Linked DNA regions of Mus musculus: region 2 is linked to region 1. The links are chromatin contacts, called in public Hi-C maps. All regions are on one chromosome and are shown on one strand. The core of a region is the stretch at or near the end of the contact, and the rest is flanking DNA. Distances in the headings are between cores, read along the strand shown.

The links. Hi-C and Micro-C count contacts between places; a contact is called where the count stands out from the background.
Region 2: a contact with region 1 is called in a Hi-C map of cerebral cortex, with 4 times the contacts expected there. A contact is called at or near these places in 1 of 39 promoter capture datasets (hippocampal neurons), 25 of 484 Hi-C or Micro-C datasets (the HL-1 cell line, the HPC-7 cell line, LSK cells and 12 more), 1 of 130 datasets of targeted methods (neural progenitor cells) and 1 of 9 other capture datasets (embryonic stem cells).

Annotation. Positions count from the first base shown.
Region 1 is chr19:15,643,410-15,648,183 of GRCm38.p6, forward strand. The region is part of intron 1 of Gm46665 (a long non-coding RNA gene); the gene reads left to right. Among named protein-coding and RNA genes, the nearest start is that of Gm46665, 5.9 kb to the left of the region's middle.
Region 2 is chr19:15,798,135-15,803,464 of GRCm38.p6, forward strand. No RefSeq gene overlaps it. Among named protein-coding and RNA genes, the nearest start is that of Gm24319, 120 kb to the left of the region's middle.

The DNA.
Region 1 (4,774 bases), core at 427-2,926:
CAGCAATAGAATTGGTTCTTTAAACTTAGAGAAAGAGTTTGCTTTTTTGTTATTGTTGTTTTGTTTTGTTTTATATTGTTTTGCTTGTTCCTTTTTTTTTGTTTTGTTGTTGTTGTTGTTGTTTGGTGTATGTTTGCTTTTTGAGACAGGGTTTCTCTGTGTAACTTTGGCTGTCCTGGAACTCACTCTGTAGACCAGGCTGGCCTTGAACTCAGAAATCTGCCTGCCTCTGCCTCCCAAGTGCTGGGATTAAAGGTGTGCGCCACCACTGCCCGGTGTTTTGCTTCTTCCTTAATGAATAATCCTTGTTATTTCCTCTTCACCCTTAAAATGAAAGTTATTCCTGGATCTCTAGCTGCCATCTTGAAATGCAGAGGGAGAGTCCCAAAAGAATTAGAGTTGCAAGATCCATGTCACTGAGGCATTAAACTCATGGTAGATTCCTAGACTATCTAGACTTGCTGTATGCAAGGAAAACCTCAACTTAGTTAAGCTATCACTAACAGTGTTTTTTATTACAGTCTAGAACCACATAGCAATACTTTGATCAAAGACAAGACACACATACACTGAAAATCCATTCATTCTAAGCTCAGTTAGGGAAGTCATAGTCCTCTTCAGGTGTAAAGTTCAGTCGATGATATCACACAATAACAGAACTTCTCAGGATACCACCCCTTCTTTTTGCAATGCTTGCCATACATGGTAAGCATTCATATTTGCTTCTGCTTAGCAAATCCAAATGGAGCTAATTGAATAGGTGCCTCTCTTCCTCTTAGAATGTGAGTCATGGCTGGGATGACACAGGGCAGGGCACCTACTTTCTGTACGTGAAATAAGCCTGTCAATATGCCAAGCACTGCGGGACTACACATAGGATCCAATGCCATCTTGGTGCTTCTTCCAAACTCTCTCCTTTCCTTGCCTTACTGTATCCCAAGGAACAACCTCTTAAACGCCTTGTTCTGGGTATCTTCTTGTCTTCCCTTTGCCCTTATATGTCCACTGTGCATCAACCAGAGTTGCACTGCACCGATTGTTTGCCTTCTATTTCATACTCCCTTTTAAAAATGATTCTCGTTCTTAAAGAGATGGGCTGATTAATGTACTCAGAATATCTTGCACCACACAGCCAATTCTTCTATTCTTGTTCCATTCATAATGTATAGCCCTTCTCTCTTCAGATGTGTATAAAAGAGCCCGTTCCCCAACAGCACTATTTGTAACTGCAGAGCTTGAGGTGGTACTAGATGTCAAAAATGAAAAATTGCTAAATTCAAAATTGCTTCTTCCTTTGTTTTAAAGGTGACCTGCAAGTGGTTTTTTTTTTTCATTTTTTTTAATGAATTAATTGTGTGGCTATATGCTGAATGCTCCAAATGCAGAGGGTGATATAAGACCACTCAGCACATACCTGCAACAAATGCCTGCCACTGGATTCTGAGCCTCTGCAAACCAGACTGCTGAGCCCACATTCCCTGCAGCCCCAGCAAGAAGACAGACTCCAGCACACTCTGCCTCCCGCAGCGGGAGATGGGTGTGCAGGACTTTGACAAGCTGGCCTGGGAAGGAGGAGGTGCCATTTGCCAACTTGCTGAATGACCTTGGGCAAGCTGTCTTAGGAGCACACAGCTCTCCGCCCCACCTCTGCCAAGAGAGAGCTGTCTCCTCCTCATTCCCTCCCACTGAAGACCTGACGGCTATGACTTCATGTTCAACACATGCCTGCCATAAAAAGAGGTTGTCAGAGCTACAAATTATTTTCAAGACTCATTAGGCCCACACACGCTTTGTTTGATGGGGAAAATTCTGAAAAGCAGGCAGCAGTGAACCTGCCTGTGCTTTCCAGCTTTCTGCTCCCTACGGTTGTGACACTGTCAGGGACCAGGCTGGGATTTCTTGACAAGTGTCCTGTACTGAGTCATGAGACGCTGCCCCAGAGCATCTCGGGTACTTTAAAGATTGATCATCTTTTCAAATCATCTGCAGTTTCATCAGGGGTTGGGGGGGGGGTGATACCAAATGTGTAGAAGGTAGCTGAGTACTGTGCTAAAGGCAGAAGCAGCCCCACTTTCTCAAAATGGGGCCTTATGATCCACTTAAACTTCCATTTAAATATGATTTGTTTTTTCTTTAAACAGTGCTTGTTCTGGCTGGGATGAAACTTCCAGCAATCCTCTTGCCTCACCCTTTTGAATACTAGGATTCAGTCATGAGTTTTGTTAAAACTCCTTCCGGGTGGGGAGCAACCTTGGCAACATCTACCCCCTTCTCCTAAAGTTTCAAAGACAAACTAAGGGATCATACTGTCAAAGGGATCATATAGCTCACCCTGGGAAAGCAATGGGTACATTAGCCTTCAGTACAGCGCAAAGGTAAGTAGTTACAGGGATATGAGTGCTATCACGGTCATTACCTATTCATTACCTTCCTGCATTAGCCAACTATGGAAGCCCTTTAACCAGCTTTAAGGACTAAGGCTTTCCCAAATCTTCCCCTCTCCTAATCGACACCACTATATGCTCTAGCCCTGCTCTGAGACCACATGCAACTAGGCCAGAGTTGCATAGCAAGTGTTATGGAACATCTATATACTTAGGTGAGGGTCTTTTGATTCTCCCCATCCCTCCATGGAAGATATAAGTAGTCAGCAAGCCCAGTTGAGGTGAACCATCTGCAAGAGGACACAAGTGAACTCCCCACGATGATGGTTTTTGGGCTCAGAGGACAGTCACTCACAACTGCGAACCACCACTCAGGCTCTGAGCGTGTTATTATTGTCTCCAGGTGCCTGTCACTTGTTAAACTGTACATAACTCTTTGAGGATAGTACATTAAATTATTCATTGCCTACCATTTCACCTCACTCAAAGAGAATGAGTAGTTCAGATTACATTACAGGGAACCGTTTATGAGAAAATTTTGCTCCTGAAACAAAACAAGGAAGAAAAGCAAATTGAGCTGTTTCACAAAAAGTGTGGCTTAACATGAGGGCTTCACGACCTTTGTCCGTCCGTCTGTCCATCCATCAAATATGAAGTATTCACTCTGTACTGGGAGTAGTACCAAGAATGGATGGAACCACATAAGTTAAGTTCCTAGGTGCAAAGACAACTAAGAACACTGAAGACCAGCCTGACCTATTCACAGTATCCCTTTGAACTACTTCTTGCATATTTGTCAGGAAGCTGGAGCATCCTGGTTCCTATGCCGAGGATGCGGGATGCCCAGGCCAGCCTCCCAGGAACCAACCAGGCAGCATGCTGGCCATCTGAACATGGCTCCTGTTCTTGGTCCTACCTATGGGTTTCCATGAGACCACAAAGTTCCGATTCTTATGTCTTCTAACTCAGCAGTGTGGGCACTGCTAATCAGGAGCAGTGTAAGGGCTGTGATTTCATCATCCCTCCACAGGCAGAGAAACAAAATCAAATATGTCCTGGGGAGATCTTGCTAAATGGGTTCTCTCCAAGCATCTGAGACTTGGAACTCCAAGCTTCTGACTCCCACCCACAGTTCGGAGGACCCAGGACGGGTTCCTACCCCATTCTGTCCCCAGTGAGACAAGCTGGTGTTCTTGCTCGCTTCATGTTTTCTCATCAAAGTATAGAGAGGTGTTGGAAACAAGAGCCCAGGTTTAGGCCTGTAATGACGCTACTTGGGCCTTGCCAGGTGCACACAGGGAGGCCAGCGACTCCCCCACCCCCAGAGGTTAAGGCATCAGCAAGTTGTGCCTGCAGATTTAAAAGTGCCATGCAGGTACTTTCAGGTCAAATGGAAATGTGTCCCTGAACTCTGCCTTGTGAGCTTAAGGCTGATTGCATTTCTGCTGAGGCCATGCCTAGTCAGAACGCACCTGCAAAATGAACTACAAGAACAAGCCATCCACAATCAGGTAATTCCTATCATAAGCCTAATGAGAAAATAACTCAGCAGCTACCAATGGCTTTTGCCCAAAGAGATGAATAATGTGGAGAATCCTTGGCTACGCAAAGAACAGAGGAAATTAATTGCTGAAGCCTCCGCAGCATGCTGAAAGCCAAGAATTATCCTCTGGATCTGCACTTGTAATTTACAACAGCTGCCTCCTCCAGACAGGCTGGAGTGACTCTCCCACAGCACAAGGCACAGCTGACAGCAGCCGTGAATCTGAAGCTGGGTCAGCACTGAACCACCACATGACTGATGCCCGTCCTCAGGCACATGGGCATCCCCCAGTGACCACTGTCTGCTTATTGATGTTTCATGGCGTTTGGGAACCAGGACTGTCACAGATGCATCATGAGTGAATATCTGTCCCCACTCCCCCCCCCCCCTTTGTGAGCTTCTTGCCAGAGGGGAACTCAAGAGACAGAGAGAAACCTATCAAGAAGTTTCCTTGGGATCAATGCCGATATCCTCGGCATTTATAAAAGGATATAAGTCAGGGAGGGCAGGGAAGGGGCAGCAGTTAGAAGAAAACGATGCCAGAGAATACAAATGGAGTGATAAGCAACTGATCTGTTTAAAATGCAAGGCTAAAAAGGAGGCATACAGAAAGGAATGCTCTCTTCCAAAACAGATGCAGGCCCTGTGTGAGGGAGACTATATCCTTTGTGACACGAATGTCACAATTTATTTCCTCGTTCATGCCTTAATCCAATCTTTCTGTCTGAAGAACGGAGCCTAAAGACTTTGTATAAAGCCAGCTGGCCATCAAAGTCCTTCTGATTGTCTAATCTGTTGCCCCAAATGTAGAGAACCCTGGGAAAGGATAGAGATGTAGAGGAGGCAG
Region 2 (5,330 bases), core at 2,132-4,631, 160 kb after region 1:
GCGCCTTATCTCATACCTACCTCTGAGTTCCAGAAATTTCCAAGGAAAATAGAACAAATTGTCACGGCCAAACAGCGTTCCTTCTGCTCTTTCCTCCCTTCACTTAAATTGGCCAACAAGGACAGAAATGTCTTACCCCAATAATTAAAAATGAGTAAATAGCACTGAGACACCAGGAATTCAGCAACCATCAAAAGTCCCACTACAAATAACATCACTGGAAGAGCATTGAGCAGAAACCTCATCCGCAGGGAAACAGATCTGTGCTGAAACAGGACGTGCAGAGGTGTGCCAGAAAAGGCACAGCCCCACAGATGTGAGCGTCATCAACCAACGGCCCAAGCAGCACCTGTCCCCCGGCCCTGATTAAGTTATAAAGGAAAGAATTTACAAGTGTCCCAGGAAGCCTGAATGAAGTCCTGAGTAGATGTATATGGTTTGACATGGGTACAGCCATGCCAAGGACCCATGCCTCAGAGCCATGGAAATTTGGCAAGACCTTCCCCATAGAGGTCAGACTCAGAATGGCGCACTCTTCCTCTGGTCTGAGTGTGAATGTTGACAGGATGTCTAGGTTCCAGTGTTTACAAATGATTCATGAGCATGTGCAAAAAACTAAACTAGCAACTGCAGCTTTCTCCTCCCCAGCATTTACGGCCTGAGACCACTGCCTACAGAAACCTTCTACCAAGACTAGTGAACTTTTTCTCCTGTGTGATATACAACGTGTAAAAGCACTGGGGGCTCAGCACGTTCATTGTCATTGTAAGCATCACTCTTCCAGAGGGCACATGGCCCACTCGACCCCAGCTTTTCTCTGTCCCCGTGCCTATCCTTTCTGTTCTTTCTGCATCATCTTACCACCCCGTCATGTTTCCAGGACTAAGGATGCAGCACATTCCTGAAGGGAGAAGGTCTCTCGGGCTGCCTACTGGAGGTCCTGTGACAGATGTTTCTATCCCATGGGTCTTTGAACCCATTTTGTCGGGAAGGGCTGCTTCTTAACTGGCTTTCAGACCTCAAATTTTAACTTTGTAAAAGCCACGATGACTCCAACGTCATACAAACAAGCAAGGGAGAGGCAGGAAATTCAAGTCTCAAATTCATTCACAAGCATAGCTCCCCCTCGTTTCCATTCACTGTCCTGAGGAAGAACTAAGGCTCACAGAAAGGAAGGAAGGAAGGAAGGAAGGAAGGAAGGAAGGAAGGGAGGGAGGGAGGGAGGGAGGGAGGGAGGGAGGGAGGGAGGGAGGAAGGAAGGAAGGAAGGAAGGAAGGAAGGAAGGAAGGAAGGAAGGGAGGAAGGAAGGAGGGAAGGAGGGAAGGAAGGAAGGAAGGAAGGAAGGAAGGAAGGAAGGAAGGAAGGAAGGAAGGAAGGAAGGGAGGAAGGAAGGAAGGAAGGAGGGAAGGAGGGAAGGAAGGAAGGAAGGAAGGAAGGAAGGAAGGAAGGAAGGAAGGGAGGAAGGGAGGAAGGGAGGAAGGGAGGAGGGAAGGAGGGAAGGAGGGAAGGAGGGAAGGAAGGAAGGAAGGAAGGAAAGGAGGGAGGAAGGAAGGAAGGAAGGAAGGAAGGAAGGAAGGAAGGGAGGGAGGAAGGAAGGAGGGAAGGAGGGAAGGAGGGAAGGAAGGAAGGAAGGAAGGAGGGAAGGAAGGAAGGAAGGAAGGAAGGAAGGAAGGAAGGAAGGAAGGGAGGGAGGAAGGAAGGAAGGAGGGAAGGAGGGAAGGAAGGAAGGAAGGAAGGAAGGAAGGAAGGAAGGAAGGAGGGAAGGAAGGAAGGAAGGAAGGAGCAATAATAGAAGGGTTCTGTTGGCATCAGCTATTTGCACTGTCTGACATCCATTCAACACTCTCTTGACTAAACAGCTGTGCCCAGTGGGCACAACCCAGGGTTGACATTTTATTGGCTTATTTCAAGAGGCAGAAAGCTGTGATTCTATATAGCCATTGTCACCTTCTCTTCTCTGAGCACAGGGCCAGCTTCAATAGCAGCTCACCCACCTGGTCAAGTGAGACATGGTTGTCCTTCATGGCATTGGCTGCCACACAGTAGGAGAAATAGCCACTAACAGTCATAGCACAGGTCCTCCCTCTTCAGTAGCTCAACTGATTTTTCTTGAGTTTATTTAAGCATATTTTTTTCTAAAGCTATTGTAAAAGTCCTAGTCTGATTCTAGTTTGACCAATTTAGGTCAAATACTTCTTTAGGAAGAAATAGCATCATGGGGCAGAATATACAGTGTTTCGTTACACTTAAATTCCAGATAGACAACAGGTTTGTGTGTGTGTGTATGTGTGTGTGTGTGTGTTCCATATAATATCTCAGATACACTTTAATAAAAGAACATAATCGTTTATCTAAAATTCAAAGTTAACTGGGTCTCCTTTCGGTTTTATGGCTGTTGCTTTGCTAATTTGAGCAAGACCCTCCATCAGGAGCCCAAAATAGGTGGAAATATAAAGATTTTTATTACATCTGGATAACATGTCCACCACCCCAGCACAGAAGACCAAAGTCCACCTCACTAAAGACACATGTCCCCTGAGGAAAACCAGGTACAAGTCTAGAAGACGAAGGACAGACATTGATCAGCCAAACACAGCAGATCTGTCCAAAATCGAAGTGGGTGTGGCTATGGAAAAGGAGCGTGTGGTTTCAAAGGTTTTCAGGGGCGGGGCTGGGGGGGGAGGGGTGATGTGGGCCAGCTGAGGGGGGGGGGAAGAAAATTGTGCAGGCTCCTTCTCAATCTCCTAAGGTTGTGTTTTTAGCCGTACACATTTGCCAGATTGCTTGAAAAAAGGCAACAGCTGTGGGAACTGACAGTTTACAGTTGGGATAAATCGCATTAGTGAAGTATTTCAATTAGAGTGATATCGAACTAAAAAACCAAAGTCATCCCTGAACAAATAAATTAGCACTTCAGTTCGTGAAGTGGAAGATTTCAACAGCGCCTACCTGCCCATTGTTGTGCTGATAGTTCCTGATACTGCCCTTGTAGGGATGGCGCATATGTCCTGCTAGAGAAGGACAATTAGTCAGGATCAGTCTATAACTAGGTATTTGTTTCATTCCTGACCAACAGCCAAATTTGGTCTCAGATCAGCCTGAAATGTCCCTAATGGTGCATCAGAGAGCCTTCCTGCGGGGTCCTGGTACAGCCCACCAGCAGGTCAGCCAGACGACACAGGGCTGGACTCTCTTTCCCAAGCTAATTCATCTACACCGGTAGCACTTTAAAAATCAACTCAGAGACCGGTCTTGCAGCAGATGCTTTTTCCGCCTGCAGAAGATGAATGTGAAGAACCACAGCTCCCTTGTTCTCTCAGGGTCGGGGCCAGCTCAGCCCACAGACTGCAGGCAGCCAGGGGCTCTACAAAAGCCTTCTGTTCGCCTGGCCTCCTTTTCCTTCCCACCCATTCTCCTCCTCCAACATCACACCCGGTTCTCCCAACTCCCCACCCCAGCCTGAGTCGCAGCAGAAATTTTTCCTCTGCTAGCTAGTGATTCCGGCTAATTAGGTGGCTGCTTTCATTTACTTCAGCAGTTGGAAGAGGGGCTAAAATAGCATTGCCCCTATTCGTGTTGGAAAAATAAATCATGCCCATTGTTACTCAAGATCTTCCTCTCCCCCTCCTTCTCCCGCTCCTTCTCCCCCCCTCCCCCCCCCCCCCGCCCCCCAATCAAGCAAATTAGCAGCTTGGTTCGTTTTCCTGGCATTCACTCCAGGGCAGCCAGCAGCACCCCGGAATGTGGCTTGAAGGTGTGTGGTCAGTACAATTGTTTGGAGCTGTTTGTGCCAACAATGGGAGGAAATGCCTGTCTTCCAGAGGACACCGAGTGGCACTTGTCTTCCTTAGCTTAAGGAGGTCTTACCAGCTGCTGCCAAGCCTGGCTTCTCAGGAAGAGATACACCGCCATCTATTGGTCACGGAGGTTAACGGCAATGCCTTTCTCTCCCATATTTGCTCGAGGCCACTAAAGGACAGACAACAAAGCTTCTAGTAAGTTCTAAAAATAAGCTGATTCTTTGTACCTCGGAGTAAGACGGCGTTTTCCTCTAAGGTTGCAACTCTAAGTGCAGTGCAGCGCGTGACTAATACTTCCGCTGTGGGGCGCTTTCCGTGATGCTGGTTTCCAGGTCTCAGGATGGTTGGCTGGCATTGTCTGAAAGAGCTTGAGGCTCACCACTTCTCCATCCGACCTCAACTATCTTGGGTATCAGCACTTCTGGGTAATGGTTCTTACGCTGTAAACCTTCATATCATCCTTCTCCCACCCAAAACAAGCCCAGTTTCTAAGACTGCAAGATGGGGAGGGGCATTCAAAAGCTTCCTGCATTCAGAGACACTTGTCTGTGCACTGAGGATCAAATGCCAAGTCTTTTTGCATCCTGGATCCTGAAACAAGCAACTCCCCTATTCCTGACAACAAATGCTTCGGCTGCCTTTTATTTCATTCTGTTCTACATACATGAAGGACATGATTGCCTCCCTGGTTTCCAGTTTTAAAAAAATCCTGATTTGATTAGCGTTTGTGTAGAGATGGACGATCATATACAACCAGTCCATCGCAATATGTTGGGTTTGGTTTGTGACTCTCAATCAGGGTGACTGGCATGACATCCAAGAGTCTTTGTTATCATATTGGAACATTTTGGATTGACACAACTTGACAAGGTGTTGAGCGTTCTACAGCATTCAGGAGAGACCCACCACTAACACACACAGCAGAGAGTTATCCAGCCCAAACTGTCAATAGCACAGATGCACTAGGAGTCTGGTTTAGAAAAGGGGGAGGGGGAGGGAGGGGGAGGGAGAGGGAGAGGGAGAGGGAGAGGGAGAGGGAGAGGGAGAGGGAGAGAGAGAGAGAGAGAGAGAGAGAGAGAGAGAGAGAGAGAGAGAGATCGCCCTCTGGTAATGGGGTTATGATAACATTGATTGTTCTCAAATGAGCCACACCGCAGAGACAGAGGATAATTCTCCTTCTCCCAAGTCAGTATTTACTGCCTTTTTTTCTTCTTTAGCTCTTCCATTTTAAACATAATTTAGCTGTCTTTTTCCCCCCTTCTGCTGCTGGGAAGAGAAAGGGTTGGAGGGGGAGGGGAAGGCAAAAAGAAAAGGAGGATTAGAGGCTTGACCTGTTTCTCGGGAAGAGATGCCACATCCCTCTCTCAGATGTGCTTCGTGACCAGGCAGGGTACAATTAAAAGCACAATAATTTGCTTGTTATTCAAGTCAGGCATTAGTCCGGGTAATGGCGTGCTTGGTGGAGAGATGGATTTCCTTGTTAGGCAATAAGCGCAGGATTAACTGAATTCTCCATGGAGAAATCTTGAT